Regions from separate parts of the Pan troglodytes genome. Here region 1 is linked to region 2. A link is a contact called in public Hi-C data. All regions are on one chromosome and are shown on one strand. Each heading gives the region's core, a stretch centred on a gene start, on an enhancer-like site or on the middle of the called end of the contact. The rest is flanking DNA. Distances are from core to core; before and after follow the strand shown.

Region 1 (4,318 bases), core at 1,177-3,676, 210 kb before region 2:
AAAATTTTGAAGGGTATTTAAATTGAGGAAAAACATGAAACCATGCTTTATGAAATACGCCTCCTGTGGTAGAATATATTGAGGTAATGCATATATTAATTAACTTCATTTAGCCATTTCACAATGTACACATATTTCAAAACATGTTGCACACCATAAATATATACAATTTGTTGGTTGATTTTTAAAAATAAAAAGGAATAATGACCTAACATATTTATACAGTCGTATAAATATCAGCACTGATCATGAACCACTTAAAAATATTTATCAAGGTACTTTTTTTCTGCTAATTGAGATATAAAAGAATGCCAATGACCAGTTAGCAAAGGAAAATATCAGGAAAAACTGTCTTTTAATAAAATATTTATCTGCACAGTTTGATTTAGTTGGGTTGTTTGGCTTATATTTATTGAAAACTACATTTTATAGAATTAATTATTTTTCTAGTTGTTTTATTTCTAGGTGACAGTGCATTGACATCTATATTAAGATATATCCTTTAATAATGATCAATTGTAAAATGCTGGAGAAGATATGGAGAATGGGAACTCTTAAATACTGTTGGTGGGAATGTAAACTAGTACAGCCATTATGGAAAACAGCTTGGAAGTTTCTCAGAAAACTAAAAATAGAACTATCATGTGATCCAACAATCCCACTAATGTCTGTTTATTAAAAAAAAAACCAGAAATCAGTGAATCAAAGAGATACCTGTACCTCCATGTTTATCGTAGCATTGTTCTCAGTAGCCAACATATGAAATCAACCTGTTTATCAACAAATGAGTGGATCAAGAAAATGTGGTACATGTACACAATGGAATACTATGTAGCTATAAAAAAGAATGAAATCCTGTCATTTGCAGCCACATGGGTGAAACTGGAGGTTATTATATAAAGTGAAATAAGCCAGGCATAGAAAGACAGATGGCACATGTTCTCACGTGTAAAAGCTAAAAAAGTTGATCTGTGGAGATAGAAGTTAGAATGATAATTACCAGAGGCTGGGAAGGGTGTTGGGGGTGGGGGATGGGGAGGATGGGGCTGAAGAGAGGTTGGTTAATGTGTTCAAACATATAGTCACATAGAAGGAATAAGTTCTAGTGTTTAATAGCACAATAGGGTGACTATAGTTAATAATAATTTATTGTATGTTTTTAAATAGCTAGAAGAGAAGATTTGAAATGTTCCCACTACAAAGAAATACATGTTTGAGGTGATGGAGATCCCAAATTTCCCGATTTTACCATTACACATTTTATGCATGTATCAAAATGTCACATGTATCCCATAAACATGTAAAATACATATCAGTAAAAATTTTTTTTAATAAAAAGGGGCCAGATGCAGTGGCTCACACCTGTAATCCCAGCACTTTGGGAGGCTGAGGTGGGCAGATCACTTGAGCTCAGGAGTTCCAGACCAGCCTGAGCAACATGGTGAAACCCCGTCTCTACCAAAGTACAAAAATTAGCTGGGTATGGTGACATGCCTCTGTCATCCCAGCTACTCAAGAGGCTGAAGCACAAGAATCTCTTGAATCTGGGAAGTGGAGTTTGCAGTGAGCCAAGATCGCACCACTGTACTCCAGCCTGGGCAACAGTGTGAGACTCTGTCTCAAAAATAAATAAAATAAAATGAATTATTTTGCAAAAAGAGAAAAAAAGAATGATCAGCTAGAACTGCATCAGCAGTTCTTGATGTCTTATCTGAGGGTGGAATGGGGTTTTATGGTCTTCTTATCTGGGCAGTTTGCCTTCATTCATTTTCTAGATTTTGCTATAGCAAGCAAATTTTTAGTATAGTTTTATACTGTCTTAAACTGTTTTAAACTGTTACAGTGCTGATATGAGCTGAGGCTTAACTTGGATTTAACTGAGATGAAACTAACAGAAGGTAGAACTTCTCAGGAAAAGGAAGAGGGACAATTCTATAAAATGTGATACCTAATATAAGTGAAGAACTCTATGTTTTATGCATTTGCTTTTAGGAATCTCCTGTTTATATAGCACATAAATTTTAAGTTCTTGCTCAACAATAGGAGTTATTGGTTTTTCTCTAGTCATAATTTCTCCACAAATGTTATGTAATTTTGTTTGATGAGGATCCTTTCCATGCATCCCCACCTCTCTTTTACTGTTTCCCATAATAATTCAAGCCTATAATAACCAACCAGAAAGTATTTACTTCTAAGTTTCTTAATGCCCAGGTCCCAGTGTTGTCTGGAATCAGTTTCTTTTTTCATCCTTAGTTGAAACAAGCCCCCCCACCTCACCCCCCCCCCCAAAAAAAAGTCTTAATCTTGTGGGGTCAAATAAAAGAAAGAATGTAGTGAAAGGAAGATTCCTTTTATGCAAGCAGCAGAGAACTTGTAGGGAATGACTGAAAGTGCCTGAGGGCATTTGGTCCCTATTGGTTTTCACTTCAAATGCAATGGTGCCCACAGATAGCCTGTATTGTTGTCAGTTAAATGGGATCATGAGTGTCTGAAAGGTGTTTGAGAATGAACCGAAAATCATTTTCACAAGTGGATGATTACTTCTGCCACATGTTAACCGAACTCTATCCGAATGGCCCAGATTTTTGAGCCTGCATTAATTGCTCTTTCAACCTTGACTGAGGTTTCTCTTATGAAAGCCCTTTCCAGGACTAAACTACTCTATATATTGATTTTTTTTTTCTTTCTGTATTGTTCCTTGAAAAATGAAGGCTTGTAGAAGAAAAGGCTTTATCATTCAACATGTAAATTGATTGTTGCATTTCTTTGAATAAAGCGCTAGACTCATAAGTGATCCACCAAAATTAATAGTTCTTTTTTTCAGGCACCAAATAATTCCCATCTTCTGTATACAATTATGTTTTTCAAATATTCATTAGTGATGATTTTTCATCATAAAGTAAAACCATGAACTCTCACAGCATGGACTCAGTGCAAATAAATTGTCATATTCTCATTTCTATTAGAATTGTGTGCTACCATTCTAATTGAAACTAAACTACAATATTTAGTAATGTGTTTGGAGAATTTGTGTGTGTTGAAGTATTCTTTGAACAATCTTCAAGTTAGAAAGGTTTGATAAATGCTTTTAAAGTGTTTGGGTAAGCGAGTTCTTTATTTCATTTTACTCTTTTCTATATAAAATCTGGCATAGAGAATATTAGCTATGTCTTTACTATTACTAGAATAGTATGGGATATAGTTCAAACATATTGTGATATGAAGATGAGTTAAATCTCAATTTTTTAATCAGAAAATGAGTTCTTAAAATGTCATTGACTTTTGTGATTATAAATGTTAGCCAAGAATATATAGTATTTAAAGGAAAATGGCTTAACGGTTAAACTTACTTCTGAGGTTTTTGGCTTAAAAGAAAACAAATCAGAATATTACATATGAATCTACTTAAAAAAACACACACACACATTCAACCGGGTACTATGTAAAGACAAGCATTTTAAAATAGTTTTGTCGTATAAGCATTGCAGCGTTAATGCTTGAAATTTATTTTTACTAAACTTCATTTTACTCAATAAATCTATTGCCAAGAACCATTTTATTGGTACTAAAATACATATGTTAATGATCAGGAAATCTTTCTAAAGAAAAGTTTTTGTTCCTGCTGTCACGGAACATTCTGATGGATTTCATAAAGACTATTTTTGTTTGCAAATGAAAGCTTTTAGAAGTAATTGTGGTGTTATCTTCCAGCTACCTTATTAATAGTTGACTCTTTTAAGAATCATGTTGACATGTTTACACCAAAAAGGTTGTAGGTACTGAGATACGCTAATGATTATATATAACTACAGATATAGAAGTTTTTAAAATATACTATTTGCCTTGTTGGTAGTAACTATTTTGGCTTAAGGACTGGCCATTTCCTTTAAAAAAAAAATCAATTAGGCAAATACCATTTAAAAAAATGTTTTCTCTTGACTTTTTTCCCAAACAGCATAAAATATATTCTACACATCTACATCATATATTAAATATATAATCAAAAATTTGAAAGTTTAGTTTCTTCATATCTCTGATATTTGATGATACAGTGTGACCTAAGGATAGCTGGATTTTTTTTTTTAAGTCATAGATGAATGAAACTGGAATATATTTAGTTGTCTTTGTGCTTTGTTTCCTAGCAATCAGTTGTGTGTTTCTTTGGAGCAAATAGTGCTCTCCGTTTGAAATAACCCAAAAGAGGGATTAATACTTTATGATTATTGCTATGTTTATACTGACTGATAGAACTAAATGCTTCAAGGCTTTACTCTTGTGTGTTAAATCTGAGCTTTGTTTCAGTGCTGCTAATTTCTTT
Region 2 (4,631 bases), core at 1,289-3,788:
TTTAAATCCAATTGTCTGAATAATATTTTGGAAAAATGTATAGCTAACTTTTTAATAAGGTGGTAGCCTTTCATATGTAAAGTGGTTTTATTTTAAAATTTCTTTTCAATGTCAATGTCTCCTCTGAATGAAGGGGGCTTTTATTTAATCCCATTTTACAGAAAAAACAAAGGGGAACAACCACTATCCACTACTCAACAAGGAGTTCACTAGTTGTGTGGCCTTCCTCAAGTTGGGGTACTTGGGCTTGGAAGGCCAAGACAGCACCAGAAACTAGCAACATTTATTCTAATGCTCAAAATGTCCGCGACAAATTGGCCTTCTGCGTGTTTATGAAGACCTTTCTCAGAAAGGAAGACCAGTTGTGTACAATTTCAACAGATAATTGAAGAATCCAGCTTTAAAAGGATACTGAGGAACAGGGTGAATAAAGAGGGTTATATTTTGCCCTTGATCAGGGCTGCATTATTAGTGATGAGGTGGGGGCAGAATAGATAGCATACTTTTTGAAAAAAAAGTTCACGTTTTCTCATCTTAAGTTCCCATCTATATGTTTTAAATTAAAATCTTTATAAATTTCTTTAAAATAACTGCAAACTACTGATGGATTAGATGAAATGTTAGAGAATATGGCCAACTTTGGGCGTGTATTTTGCAGAGAAAAGGGAGCCCCAAAAAACTAAAATTCAGAAGGCAAAGAAGGGAGAAGAAACCTCTTTCCCATTTCTGACTTCCAGCCACCACTACTCCCACACTGAAACAATAAGAGTGAAGGGCTCAATTGCGCACCCACTGTGGTGCCATTTACCTTTCCAAGTGACTATGGGAGTCAGGCTCACTTGGAGGAGGCACAGCGAGAAAGACCAAAGGGCACCTGAGCCTCTGCCCCTCTTAACTAAAATAAGGGGATGCTGGGATCCTACCATCCCTGCCCCTGACTTTCCTTTTGCCCTGTGTCCCAAGGGGAGGTCGGGGGAGCGGGGGAAGGGGGGACTGCAAATAGAGCTCCAAAATTTGAATTACTGGTGGCATCTAGAAGAGTTCAAATGTGGGAAGGAGGGGTTGGGGGATTCAAAAAGCAACTACAGCAATCACATGTATTTTGCTGCTGCTGTATTTTACTTCTCAGTCCTCTTTTTGAGTTGGCAAGTAGGAGTTGAGTTGACAGCAGGGTCTTTCAGTAGACATTGTGGCCTTCACTTATTTAAGGAAATAATAAATTGGAATTTCCTATTAAAGGGCAATGACTTTGCTTTAAAAATGAAAAGCTCATGCCAATCAAATAAAAAGGAAATAGATACTTTGGAGAGTGAAGGACCCCAATTATTACTATGCCTGCACCTTTTGTACACAACATATGCTCTTAAGTTTTTTAAAAAAAATCCTTCACCATTATTCAGAGATCTAAATCAACATTATTAAAGCCAATTTCTCTTTCTCTCCCTTTTTTCTCCTTCCTTTCCTCTCATTTCAACAGTGGTATGAGAGTTCAGATATTCTCTGCCGTGAGTAAAAAGCTCTGGAAATGAGCTATTGTGCCAACACCGGGAACATATCCAGGCCCATGGTGCGAAAATGAAATATGTGCTGTTGAATTATTATTTTTGTCCTTAAGGTTTACATCTACACCCTTGTATTATGTAAATTTCTGAGAAGCTGTGAATCACAAGGTTAGATAAAAGAGGGTCCCCCCCAACCCCCTCAACTCTCCCCCTCCTCATCCGTCTTCGCAAGCAACAGGAGCCGACCCCATTTAATCTTTGAATGATTCTCAGCCTTGTTCCTTTCTTTTTCCGGCTTTTTACCCCAGACCTCAACTTCCCTTCCCACCCTCGACCCAACGAGCCGGCAGGGGCCAGAGGCCGCGGTTGCAGCCCGGGTCCCCGCAGCTGGCCGCGTTCGTGACGTCAGCCGGCCGGCCCCTCGGGTCACCGTGGCCGCGGGACGCTGTTTGCGAGCTGCCAGCGTCAACACCCGCGCGGGGCGCTTAAAGCTTCGCGTTGTTTCCAGGAGCCTTTTCCTCTGTGTGGGACTGCTGAGAAACTATGAGGGCAGCCCCACTGTTCGTGAATTCAGAGAATTAACTGAACTTGAAGTAAGAGGAGACAGTGGGAAGAGGGAAAAAAAAAAAAAAACCTTCCAAATTAATTTAAAGTGAGAAGGCAATAATATTTTACAAGGTAGTAAGATTTCTTAATGATGGATCAAGCCTCTTCTTGGGATTGGATCTTAGAGCTCAACTCTTGAAACATGCACAAGGCGTGCAGAATCTGGTCTGGGAGAGGCCTAAGGGCGGGAAGGGAGGAAACAGAACAGCACCCACTTCCATCAACAAAAGGGGGCCGGCCAGTGGCTGAGTGCTTCCTCTTTTACAGAGGCTATGGAGGCCCGCGAGAGGTGGCCACGGGGTATGGCCCTCTTTGGACAGCCATGAAATATTCTCTTTTAGAGGAGGTGCAGGGCTTCACTGGGAGAACTCGGGAATGAAAGAACAAATTGGAGAGTAAAGCCAAAGAAGGGAAGGTAGAAAGGCCTTTCTGTTAAGGTCTTAAACAGGAGAATCTAGTTAGAAAATTCTCTTTGCTCTGGGATCATAAGGAGACCCCAACTACTCTTAAGCACAGGCCAAACGGCTTCAAAGGGAGGATTCTCGGAGGAAGGAGGTCGGCTAAAAAAATACACGAAAGGTTTTTGGAAGAGATAGTCAGAGATGCTTCTCAGACATTCTTAAAATTTGACTTAACGTATTTTCCAGGAAAGTCAAAATGACAGGCAAACCTAGTGAAAAGATGCTCTAGTTCCTCCTTAGGTATGCCACACCCCCGGGCCTGTTTTCTTTCACCTTGCGTCTAGATTAAATGACCCTTCAATTACACCCTGAGTCGTCAAAGCAAGTCTATTAGCGAGTGCCTGTTCAAAAACTTTCATCCAGGAGCTCTCCACCATCTGTTCCGCGGTCTCTTAAACCAGATCCGGCGCCCCCTCCCGAAACTCTTTGGAGCCTCCCTCGCCATCTCTCAGCCTTGGGGGGATGGAGCCGCCCCAGGACCTGCGGGAATGCAGAGGAGAAGGGGAGGAGCGCGATTGCGCCCGGGATGGGTTGCCAGACCGGCTGGGGCGGTGGTGGTCCAGAGGCCCGAGGTCGGCAGGACCTGATCGAAGGCAGCGCCGCGTCGACCACCCCGGGAGCCGGACGCTTGGGAGCCCCAGCCCGGCAGCGGAGCCCGGTCACTGAAGTTGCGCCCTAACTCCCAGCCGCCTCCAAGCTTCTCGAGCTAAGGTTCCTGACCCCTCCAAGGGAGTCTCACAGAGCTCGGTGGCCCTCGGCCTTGCCAACGTCACTTTAACTAACTGTTTGGAACTCGTGAGCAAGAACCGAGAAGTGGAGAGCCCAGCCGCGGAGTTTTCAGCTTTTCTGTTTCACTTCGGGCTTCTTCTATTCAAATGGCTCTGCGCTGGCCACCGAATCCTGAATGAGGCGGGGCTCCTCTGCCCCAACTCCAGCAGCGGGAACTTGGTTCCCCTGGGCAGCCGGGGGCAGGGGGCGCCAAGGCCGTGGCGATAATGAAGGCTGAGACGGCCAAGGCCAGCGGGTCGGCGCGGGGCACTCCCGGGCCGGAGTGGCCATCGGCCGGAGTTCAGGAGGTAACTGAATTTATAAGCGGTTCTTAGAGCTTTCTAGCTCAAGGATTTTTATTTACCTCTACTGCTTCTCCATTTCACTAAGCTCGTTCTTTGCTCTGTGTTGTTTTAATTTCTATTATCGACTTTTATTTCATGGGATCACTTAAGAAAGTTTGAAAATAACATAAAAATGCTTTAAACTTCGTGGGTAGTGTCAAGGAAACAGTCGAACTGTGTCTTGAATATGGTTGTTTTGTGTGTGTGTCTGCTTGTTTTTAATTTTGACCACAAACACAAAATGTCTTTAAAATTGTCCAGGGACTGCTGCAAAACGCTAATCAATCAATTGCACGAAAACAGTTTTTTTCTATTATTGGAGGCAAGTATTTCAGTGTAGAGCAATAGAGCATGTTTGGGCTATCTTCTAATTGTTCGCCTTCCAGATTTCAGTAACACCCTTGTAAGTGACAAGCAAAACTTTGCTGGGTTTTGTTGCTTGACGCTGTTGCTCCACAGTAAAGGTTGGAGAAACTGGGTTACTTGTTTTATAAACTTCTTTTTTTCCATAAAGTCCAGCCCTGAGTCGTAGCCTCTCAGTCTGGAGGGACACACCTCACAGGCCTGTGGGAATGGGTGAGAAAAATCTCAGCATTAGTGGAGGGTCAGAAACAAACTGAGCCCAAGTGCTCGCTGTCTGTATTGCCTGCCACCTCATTAACAGCTCTCACATTTGGGCTCTTCATTTCCTTTCACAAACTGATTTGCTATGTAAATGCTGTTTTGAGAGAAATAATTTCACTGGGTTTAAATGAAATCCTAATATAAAAGAAATAGTAACAACAAAGGTCTAGAGACAAATAATCCACCCTCACACTTCTTCCCCCAAAGAGAGGAGGGCTCTGTGAGTTAATCAACCCTTCCCACATTTATAACCTGTGATACTGTCCTTCACATTGCTTTAGGAAATTAGCAAAAATTCTTTATTTGCTACCAAACTAACTAAAAGC

What was found. Hi-C and Micro-C count contacts between places; a contact is called where the count stands out from the background.
Region 1: a Hi-C map of induced pluripotent stem cells shows a contact between it and region 2, with 2.1 times the contacts expected there. The contact joins the enhancer-like site here to the promoter of FEZF1 in region 2. A contact is called at or near these places in 3 of 7 Hi-C or Micro-C datasets (induced pluripotent stem cells and stem cell-derived neural progenitor cells), 1 of 1 datasets of contacts at active chromatin or transcription factors (stem cell-derived excitatory neurons) and 1 of 1 other capture datasets (stem cell-derived neural stem cells).

What each region holds. Positions count from the first base shown.
Region 1 is chr6:137,929,454-137,933,771 of NHGRI_mPanTro3-v2.0_pri, reverse strand. All of the region lies in intron 8 of CADPS2 (calcium dependent secretion activator 2), which reads left to right. Among named protein-coding and RNA genes, the nearest start is that of RNF133, 180 kb to the left of the region's middle. Within about 2 kb of position 2,426, at least 1 of the 24 cell types and tissues checked has an H3K27ac peak or open chromatin away from gene starts, as enhancers often do. A contact at or near this core is called in induced pluripotent stem cells, where this site is marked.
Region 2 is chr6:137,718,860-137,723,490 of NHGRI_mPanTro3-v2.0_pri, reverse strand. FEZF1 (FEZ family zinc finger 1) reads left to right here and starts at 2,538. Exons shown (of 6, transcript XM_063815555.1): 1 at 2,538-3,645.